Linked DNA regions of Mus musculus: regions 2 and 3 are each linked to region 1. A link is a contact called in public HiCAR-type and promoter capture Hi-C data. All regions are on one chromosome and are shown on one strand. The core of a region is the stretch at or near the end of the contact, and the rest is flanking DNA. Distances in the headings are between cores, read along the strand shown.

What was found. Promoter capture Hi-C pulls out the DNA fragments that hold promoters and counts their contacts. HiCAR-type assays count read pairs that join an accessible place to other places.
Region 2: a contact with region 1 is called in a promoter capture Hi-C map of cranial neural crest. The contact joins the promoter of Tagln2 here to the promoter of Rgs7 in region 1.
Region 3: a HiCAR-type map of astrocytes shows a contact between it and region 1, with 5 times the contacts expected there. The contact joins the promoter of Adss here to the promoter of Rgs7 in region 1. A contact is called at or near these places in 1 of 39 promoter capture datasets (pre-B cells) and 1 of 115 datasets of contacts at active chromatin or transcription factors (astrocytes).

What each region holds. Positions count from the first base shown.
Region 1 is chr1:175,491,145-175,493,907 of GRCm38.p6, reverse strand. It overlaps Rgs7 (regulator of G protein signaling 7), which reads left to right and starts at 1,363. Exons shown (of 18, transcript NM_001347195.1): 1 at 1,363-1,647; 2 at 2,732-2,763.
Region 2 is chr1:172,498,805-172,501,567 of GRCm38.p6, reverse strand. It overlaps Tagln2 (transgelin 2), which reads right to left and starts at 1,322. Exons shown (of 5, transcript NM_178598.2): 1 at 1,236-1,322. Igsf9 (immunoglobulin superfamily, member 9) reads right to left here. Exons shown (of 21, transcript NM_001145800.1): 21 at 2,691-2,763.
Region 3 is chr1:177,795,168-177,797,930 of GRCm38.p6, reverse strand. It overlaps Adss (adenylosuccinate synthetase, non muscle), which reads left to right and starts at 1,422. Exons shown (of 13, transcript NM_007422.3): 1 at 1,422-1,719. The coding sequence starts at 1,537.

The DNA of each region.
Region 1 (2,763 bases), core at 114-2,613:
GTGGAAAGATTTGGGGAAATTGATGGAAAGTAGGGAGAGAAGTCAGACATGGCTGTGGGTAACCTGGCCTGGGAACGTGATCCTGTAGTATTTAGAACATGGGTACGGATAGATAAATGCTACTTTGAATGACACCTGAAAGAGCCTGGGTGAGGCTGGAAACGTGACTGGTACCCACAGATATTTGGATAGCAGTTATATTAAGGTTTACCCTGCTTGGAGAAGCAGCCACAGATGGCACTGGATAGCCAATTCTGGTGCCACCGGTTTGTAATCCCAGCTGTTTGGAAGGCTGAGGCAGGAGAATGTTGAATTTAAGGTCTGTTTGGGCTAAACTGAGTTTAAGACCAGCCTGGTTGGACGCTGTCTCAAAAGTGAAAAACAAACAAACAAACAAACAAACAAACGAAGGTGCTGGTAGAGAGGGTTGTGAATGGGATGCAGCTCATTGGCAGGGGCCTTAGGTTTAGTCCGCCTACACACACAAATCACACTGGCTAAATCGTCTTTATCCTCAGTCCTATAGAGGAAGCCTTCTCAGATGTTCAGATTCCCACAACTTCCTAATGTCCCAGAAAGCTGGGTACATTTCACGAGGACAAAAACTTTTTTCTTTAATGTCTTCCCAGTCCTTGAAAAATTAGTGCCGGAAACCTGAAGAATTTCTGGGGTTCGGGGTATCAGCAACCCCAGACCCTTTGTGATTCTGTGAACCCCAGTAGAGGACAAGGACTAAAGACAAGTTTCTCTGAGCCCAGTAGGTTAGACCAGCCAGACATCAGCCATGGGCCTTCAATGTCACAGGTGGTGAGATTGTTCGCTTTTGGTAGAGGCCTCCAAATTCCTTCCCGGTATTTCCAACTTAATAGGAGGCAGTGAAAGTCATGGGCAAACAGGCTGGAGTGAGGAAGGGGGCCTGCCAATGAGTCATTTGGTCCTGGCCATTGCTTTCACTTCTGGGATATTCCAGCATCTCTCTGGGCTGTTACTTAAGCATAAGGATTATCAATCATTTGCTTCCCTAGTTCTGCCAGCAGGGTCGCCAGGAGCGCGATGCAGACCTGCCAGCCGCAGGGGGCCTTATCCATTCATCCATTTACCCACTCACCCACCCTTTCACCCACCTACCCATCCACCCACCCTCCGCCAAGCCCTTCCTCCTGCTTAGCTCAGTTTGGCTCTCCAGGCCTGCGGCGGCGCGTGGGCTTGCCAGCGCGGGGGACAGGGCCTGTGCTCCCGAGGGGTTGCGGGGTCGGGAGGCCGGGGACACCCAGGGGTGTGGCGGCGGCGAAGCCGAGCCCGTCCGAGCCGGCACCTTCGGGCGTCCCTGTCCCACGTGACTGTCGCCTCCTCCCTCCTCCCAGTCGCGCGCGCACGGGCCAGGCGTCTCGACTCCCGCGCGCGCTCGACTGGTCCCAGTCCCCGGGAGGAGAAGCGGAGGAGGGAACGAGCGAGGCGGCCCGGGGGAGCGGGCGCGAGCGGCGGCTGCCGGGGCCGCCTGTGCACCGCGGCGAGGGTGGCGGTGGCCTGAGCAGCGCGAGTGTGATGAGGCTGCCCTGCCTCGCAGCTCCGCTCGCAGCCAGCTGACAGCGCCTGCCCTCAGCACACCCGGAGGGGAGCCGCGGGGCCGTGACCTTGGCCGAGGAGGTAACCGGAGGGAGCGGAAGGGGAGGAGGCGGCGCCACCTGGAGTCCCCGGGACCCCTGGTCCCGCACCCGGTCCTCGCCCTGCGACGACGGGAGTCACGGTCCCCAATGAGTGGCGCGCCCGGCCGGCCGGGCTGGGGCGCTGCGCACGCCGCGGTCCACGGTGCTGAAACTGCTGCCCGGTGTGGCCAGTGCCTGGATGAGGGGCAAGGCTGCCTGCCATTTGCTGCCTCCGAGAGCAAGGGCCGAGCAGGATGAGCTGGGACCCAGATTTCTCTGCTCTTCTGGCTGATTGTTCCAGGCTTGTGCAGTTAGCTTGCTCTCGGAGGTGAGCCAGGTGATTGCTCAAGGCTTGACTTCCCATCAGCCTTGGGTTGCTTGGACCTAATTTGGAAGCTTTCTTCCAAAGATTAGTCAGGATCAGGTCCAGACTTAGCGCACCGAGGTGGGAGCACAGAGGAGCCATGGGCTGGCAGTGAAAGCAGGTGAAAGTGGAAAAGCCTATGTATGCCCAGGCTGTGTGGGGAGCCCAAGAAATGGAGAACAAACATGTGCCTGAAAAGAACACTTGTGGGGAAGGGGCCTCTGTCGCGCCTGCCATGGGAAACTAGCTGGCTACTAGGAGAAAGTGGGCTGCAGCGGGTGTTGGCTTTCTGCCCTTTGGGGAGAACCGCATCAAGTGGAGCAGCAAGTATCCAGGGAGAACAGTGGGTATTAGGGAAGTGCCAACCATGGGGTTTTTAAGTAAGTACCTAATACTTTTAAAAAGAGAGTATTCACAAAATGAAGTCCACAAAAACCTTAGCTAGCTGACTATTTCGAACTGGAAGGTTGTCTGTTGAGATTTCCTGGGGCTACTACAGATGTAAACTTCTGCCTTTGTATTTCTTTAAAAAAGAAAAACTCCATGTCTGGTGTTCTCCTCATCCCAGAAATGAAAGAATTCTTCCCGTGGTTTGGGTACTGTGAACATGAAGGTGTGTGTGTGTGTGTGTGTGTGTGTGTGTGTGTGTGTGTGTGTTGGCGGATGTCTGTTCCCCCCAGGACTACCAGGCTCTCACTAGAGGCTCTCTAATTCTTTGCAGGGCAGATTGATCATCCTTGTATCTGAGCTACC
Region 2 (2,763 bases), core at 73-2,572, 3.0 Mb after region 1:
CACTGACTAGGGGCCAATCCCCTGGGGACCAGCATAGACACCAAGGGTGTGCAAGGGGATCGCAAGGACAAAGATTATTTGCGGCTTTGGAACGTTAACACCTTGCTCACCCCTCCTTACCTTGGCCCAAAGCCTGAGGTGTACCCTGAGCTACAGGGAAGAGAAAATGGGAGAAGCTTAGAGATGAGCTATCCCTGACTACTGCTCTAGGGAACAAGGAGACCCGTCCAGCCACTGGTCTCCTACACCGCACCTCCACTTGCCATCACCGCTGCTTTTGCTCCACAGATACCACGTATCCCAGAACCTCTCGGATAGGAACACAGGTAGGCCTGCAGAGCCCAAAAAGGAGGTAATCTACTTCCGGTCCAGCCCCTTCGGCCGTCCCCCCCACCCCCACGGCCACACCCTGCCTGGGCCGTTAATGTGGATGAGTCACCCACCGCCCTCCCGCCACTGGGGTGACGCAGGTCTGGGCAGCCCGCCCGCCCGCCCGCGGCCACCACCGGCTTTCCCAGCAGCAGGGGGCACGGGAGGGGGCAGCGGGTCTCAGGCTAGGGTAAGAGAGTTTGGATAGCAGCCAACCCCTACAGACAGGGCACATCCGAGTGCAGTCAGGGCTGCAGCCCGGAGATGTCCGAGGTCAAAGGCGCTCCAGGAGAAGAAGGGGGTTTCACAGAAGACCAGGCTACTGTGCAAATAACTCCCGGAGACCTGTGACCCCGAGTACCCGGACAAACGAACTAGCAGGAGGGGGGCAAAAGGGCGGTCTCGGGGTCACAGAAGGCAGGCAGTACCCACACGTGCTCCTGGACCAGGAAGTGAAAGGGGCGCGCGGTAAATTCATGGACCGGAGCGCGCGCCAGAACCTAGTTCTTGCGGCCACTCAGCAGCCTGCGGACGTCCGACGCCCTCCTTCCTTCTCCCCCCAAAGAGAACTCAACGCTGGAGCAAACGGCTGGGGCTTGGGACCAGACCTCTTGGGTCGGGACGGACGCCCCGTCTTGTGCACCCGTAAAACTTGCCTTGCTTAACTGCTGAACAATGCAGAGAAGGCTTGGGAACCGGACCTGACAGCACGGGGCGGGGCACCCAGTTGGGACCCCAGCGTCCGCCAGTCTTCAACCCCCACGCTCCCAGAAGCAAGTCTCAAGTGTTGGCTTCTTGCTTTCTACAGACCACACACATAATCCCCAACTCCCACCCCGCTGCCTTGGTCCCTCAGTCCTGCTCACCGTCCAAGAGGGCTGGATGAGAGCGCACGCACGACAGGGGCTGCAGCGGCGAGTGGAGCTCAAGACCCGGCCGGGCTTGGAGTTTTCTGGGGGGTCCCGCCTCAGACGGGGCGGACCAGGGGCGGGGCAAGGGCCAAGAGGGTTTAAAGGCGCCGCCGCGTGGAATGCTGGAGCGCTTAAGATAGGTGGTCAGTAGGCAGGAATGAGCCGTAAAGGACCTGCGGAGTCCTTGGCGCCGCTGCAAAAGGTCTCCGCCCAGGGGATCCTCAACCTGCATTCACCAGCCATAGACTTGTATCCTAATAGGAAACTTTCTGCCTAGACTAGCTAGCTCAGGATCGCAGGCCTGTTTCTATGAGAAGCCTACTATTACAAAAAGGCCGGCCTTTTGTAAATTCAGGTCCAGGAAGCGCCTTCCTACAGGATAGAGTAAGGAGTAATAGGTCTGGTGCTTACAGGCTGGGACAGCACCCCCACGTGGTTCTGCTTGCCATTTAACTTCAAGCCCGGGCAAAAAAAAAAAAAGAACAGTGAGGTCACTCCTTGCCCGGGGCCTTGAGGGTGTGGTAGGGCTTGGGACCTGGGATTCAGACCCAGTTCTCTCTCTCCCTTCCATCTCCCATTTAATAAATTGACATTTCTTCTTAGATCTTGGAGGGTTGGAGGCGGGGGCTTAGTGGAGGAAGTTGGCAGGCACTTTTCTACCCCTTAAGAGTGAAGAGCAATAGTTGAGGGGTGTCCAGAACACCTACTTTTTCAGGCTGTAGTTAGCGGAGTTCCCCATTTAAAACCCACCAGTGTTTTTCTTTCTTCACGTTATGGAGTCCCCCGTTGAGCCTGATATTTAAAAGAACAGCAGCCAGTTCCACCCTGACCTTTGACTTCTCTATTCCCCAAAGTCCCGCTCAGACCCACAGAATGTCAAGTTTCAGTCCCCTGTGCCTTTAGGGTGTTCCTCTGCCCGAAAGTGGGTTTCCTTCACTGCCCCGTCACCTGCTCTGCCTGTTACCTGCTTGTGTGGCTTCTGGTCAATTACAAAAGCACCTTTGGCTTTAGTTGCCGTGCCCAGTCTACAAAATAAACTCCGGGCGGTGGACGGGACATGGAAAGAACTCTGAGCAGTCTCCTGTGAGTGTCCCAGGAATCCCCACATGTTTTAAGTATTTACTAAATATTGACTCAAACTGAACTCTTTGTGCCAATGTGATAACCAGCTTACAGCTTTATCACAGTGCGTAGTTGGCCTCAGTGACTAGCGAGAACTCCCCAAGGACAAAGGCATTATCCCAGTGATTTCTCTATTTTCTCATGGCTTCTGGCCTAACAGCAGATCTCTACTAGGCACTCAACAACTTTTTTCTTGAATGACTGTTGAATGTGTCCCATTCAGAACCCTCTCTGTACATATCCAGGGACTTCCTCATCTCTCTTAAACACAAAGAGAGGTGACAGAGAAACGGTTTCCAGACATTTATTATTCACCTGTTTTTTAAAAAAAAGAAACCTGCACCCACACCATAAACACCAC
Region 3 (2,763 bases), core at 173-2,672, 2.3 Mb before region 1:
GCTCAGTAGTTAGGAGCACGTGCTGCTCTTCCAGAGCATCTGGATTCCCTCTTTAGCACCTGTTGTCTCAGTGGTTCTCAACTTTCCTAATGCTGTGACCCTTTAATACAGTTCCTCAGGTTGTGGTTGCCCCATCCCCCAACTATACAATTACTTCACTGCTATTTTATAACTGTAATTTTGCTATTGTTGTGAATCATAATGTAAATACCTAACAGATATGACATCTGATATGCAGTCCCTGTGAAAGGGTTGATTGACTCCCTAAGGGGGTCTCAACTCATAGGTTGAGAACAGCTGTATTTTCAGATGTCTCACGACCACCTGTTGCTCTGACTCCCAGGGATCTGAGGCCCTCTGCTGGCCTTCAGACAGACAGACAGACACACAACATGGTATGTGACCTCTCACACACAAATAATATAAATAAGTAAATAAATACATAGATAAACCCACATTAGATAGACAATAGGCACACTCTGTAATCAGTTACAATTAAAACACTGAGAAGCACCTAGGCTTACTCAATCTGCAAACTGTCCAAAGTACCATTTTAACGCCCATGAGAGGAACTGATAAGCTATTTAAGAGTTCGAAGGTCTGGGGGGCGAATAACTCAGTGGTACAGTATTCGCATCAAATTACAAGGTTCTGAATTTGATCTCCAACACTTCAACAGAGAAAAAATGGGAGAAGAGAAATTGTTTTGTAGAACGAACGTATTTTACAAAATATTGTAAACTTTAAGGTTGTGGGGATCAAATAACCCAGGTACATTCGGATATGACATAGGCAATTGACTCATCTTTGTGCCCCAGATACTGTAAAAATGGGAAGAGTTAGGATGCTATCTCTAGATTTCATTTTTACTGCTTTTAGTTTGCACTTTTAGTCCCTTTTCAGTTCTAAATTTATTCGGCTCCACTCCAGCCTCCACATATTTTTAAATCCCAGTTTACATTTTGTAAGGGTATTTCATTCTTTAAGATACCCAAGTGTTTAGACACAGAAAACCAAATTGGCTTTTAGAGACCGAAACCAGCCAACCCTGACACTGTGGTGCCATGCCTTGGCCATCTCACAGAGCATTGCATGCTGGGAATTGTAGTTCCACACTCTTTCACCCCCTTCCCTACCGCGAGTTTGAAAGGCCAGAGGCTGGTGGGCGGGCACAGAGGGCGGAACTCTCCGTTAGCCCCGCCCCCTGGCCTCCGCTCTCGCGCGGTTCTCCCCGGAGCAGCGCGCCAAGCCGGGGATGGGGTGTGGCCTCCGCCCTGGGGTGGCGGCAGTTGAGGCCGTGGCGCCTGCGGGCCGCGCAGAGGCTTCGGCCTGCGCCAAGTGTGGTCCCGCCCTGAGCGGGCGGGCGGCGGAGCGCGGGGCGGGGCCTGGAGAGAGGGTGGCGGCCCTCGGGGCGGGGGCGGGGCCGGCCTCTGGCTCCTTCTTCCTCCGCATGTGGCTGGTGGCGGCGCAGCAGTTGGGTTCACGTTCCGTTCTCCTGCCCCGTCTCCTTAAGGCTCTTCTGCCCTGCCGGGAGCCATGTCGATCTCCGAGAGCAGCCCGGCGGCCACCTCCCTGCCCAACGGCGACTGTGGCCGCCCCAGGGCGCGGTCCGGAGGGAACCGGGTGACTGTGGTGCTGGGAGCGCAGTGGGGCGACGAGGGCAAAGGGAAGGTGGTGGATCTACTGGCGCAGGACGCCGACATCGTGTGCCGCTGCCAGGTGAGGGAAGCCGGGCCCTTTCTGGGACGGCCGGCGCGGTGAGGTGTCACCTTGAGGTGCGTCCCTCGGGCTGGGAGCTGCGGGGAACCCCTGCCCTGGAGTCTCCGGTGACGCTCCGGGTGACTCTGGAGGAACCTGGAAGATGCGCGATGTTGGAGCTGCATTTCGGGGTCTGGGGACTGGGCTGGCGGTGCGCCGCGGGCAGAGTTGAGGGAGCTTCCGCCCGAGGCCTGCTCGGGACTCTGGCTAGACCCGGCCAGGCCCACCCGCCGGCGCGGACTAGGAAGGGTCCTTTTCCCCAATTTCCCTGAAATCGAGATTCAGCACTGCATTACCTACAGGCTTAGGCACGCAGAACCTCGCCTCCATCGGTCCACTTTGTTGATAGCAGAATCCGCTACGGGGCGATGAGACTGTTTGGGGCCCTCCGGTGCTTTTGTTTGTTTTTTGTTTTTAACTCGTATTTCATAGACTACTATTAAGGGGAGATCTGTTTTTATTACTCACCGGTCCTTAAGGAATCCCCAGTAAGTTGAAAAGTGAGTGTGAGGCAACTAAATACGGAGATTTCAAGTCGGATAATTTAGAAATGTTTACAATGCTTCGGTAATATAAAAAGTTGACTTTCAGGAAATCCAGTGTTTCCTACCCGGAGACACGTGGGTTTTAGTGTTAGTTTTTTTTTTTTTTTTTTTTTTTTTTCTTATTAGTCATTTGCTTTGAAGCAGCCTAGAGGGTAGGCCTTTGAAAAAGGCTCTCAGAAAACTATCATCCCCGTTTCAGAATTCAAAATAAATGAGCAGTTCCCACATTCAAAACAAGGTGCAGTGTTGGAAGTTAATGGTGGCGTATTTAGATTGTAAGAATTTTTTTCTCCCTGAAGGTACATGGTTTTGTGTGGGGGTGCCTTGTGGTCTAGGCTAATCGTGGAAAGCTTTTTTACCTAAAATTGAAACGTATGAAGAAACCGGCCTGTAAAAGGCCAGGTGCTTTGACTTGGGTCATCTTTTTACTGTGTGTGGAGCCCTATTGCTCCAACTGCCG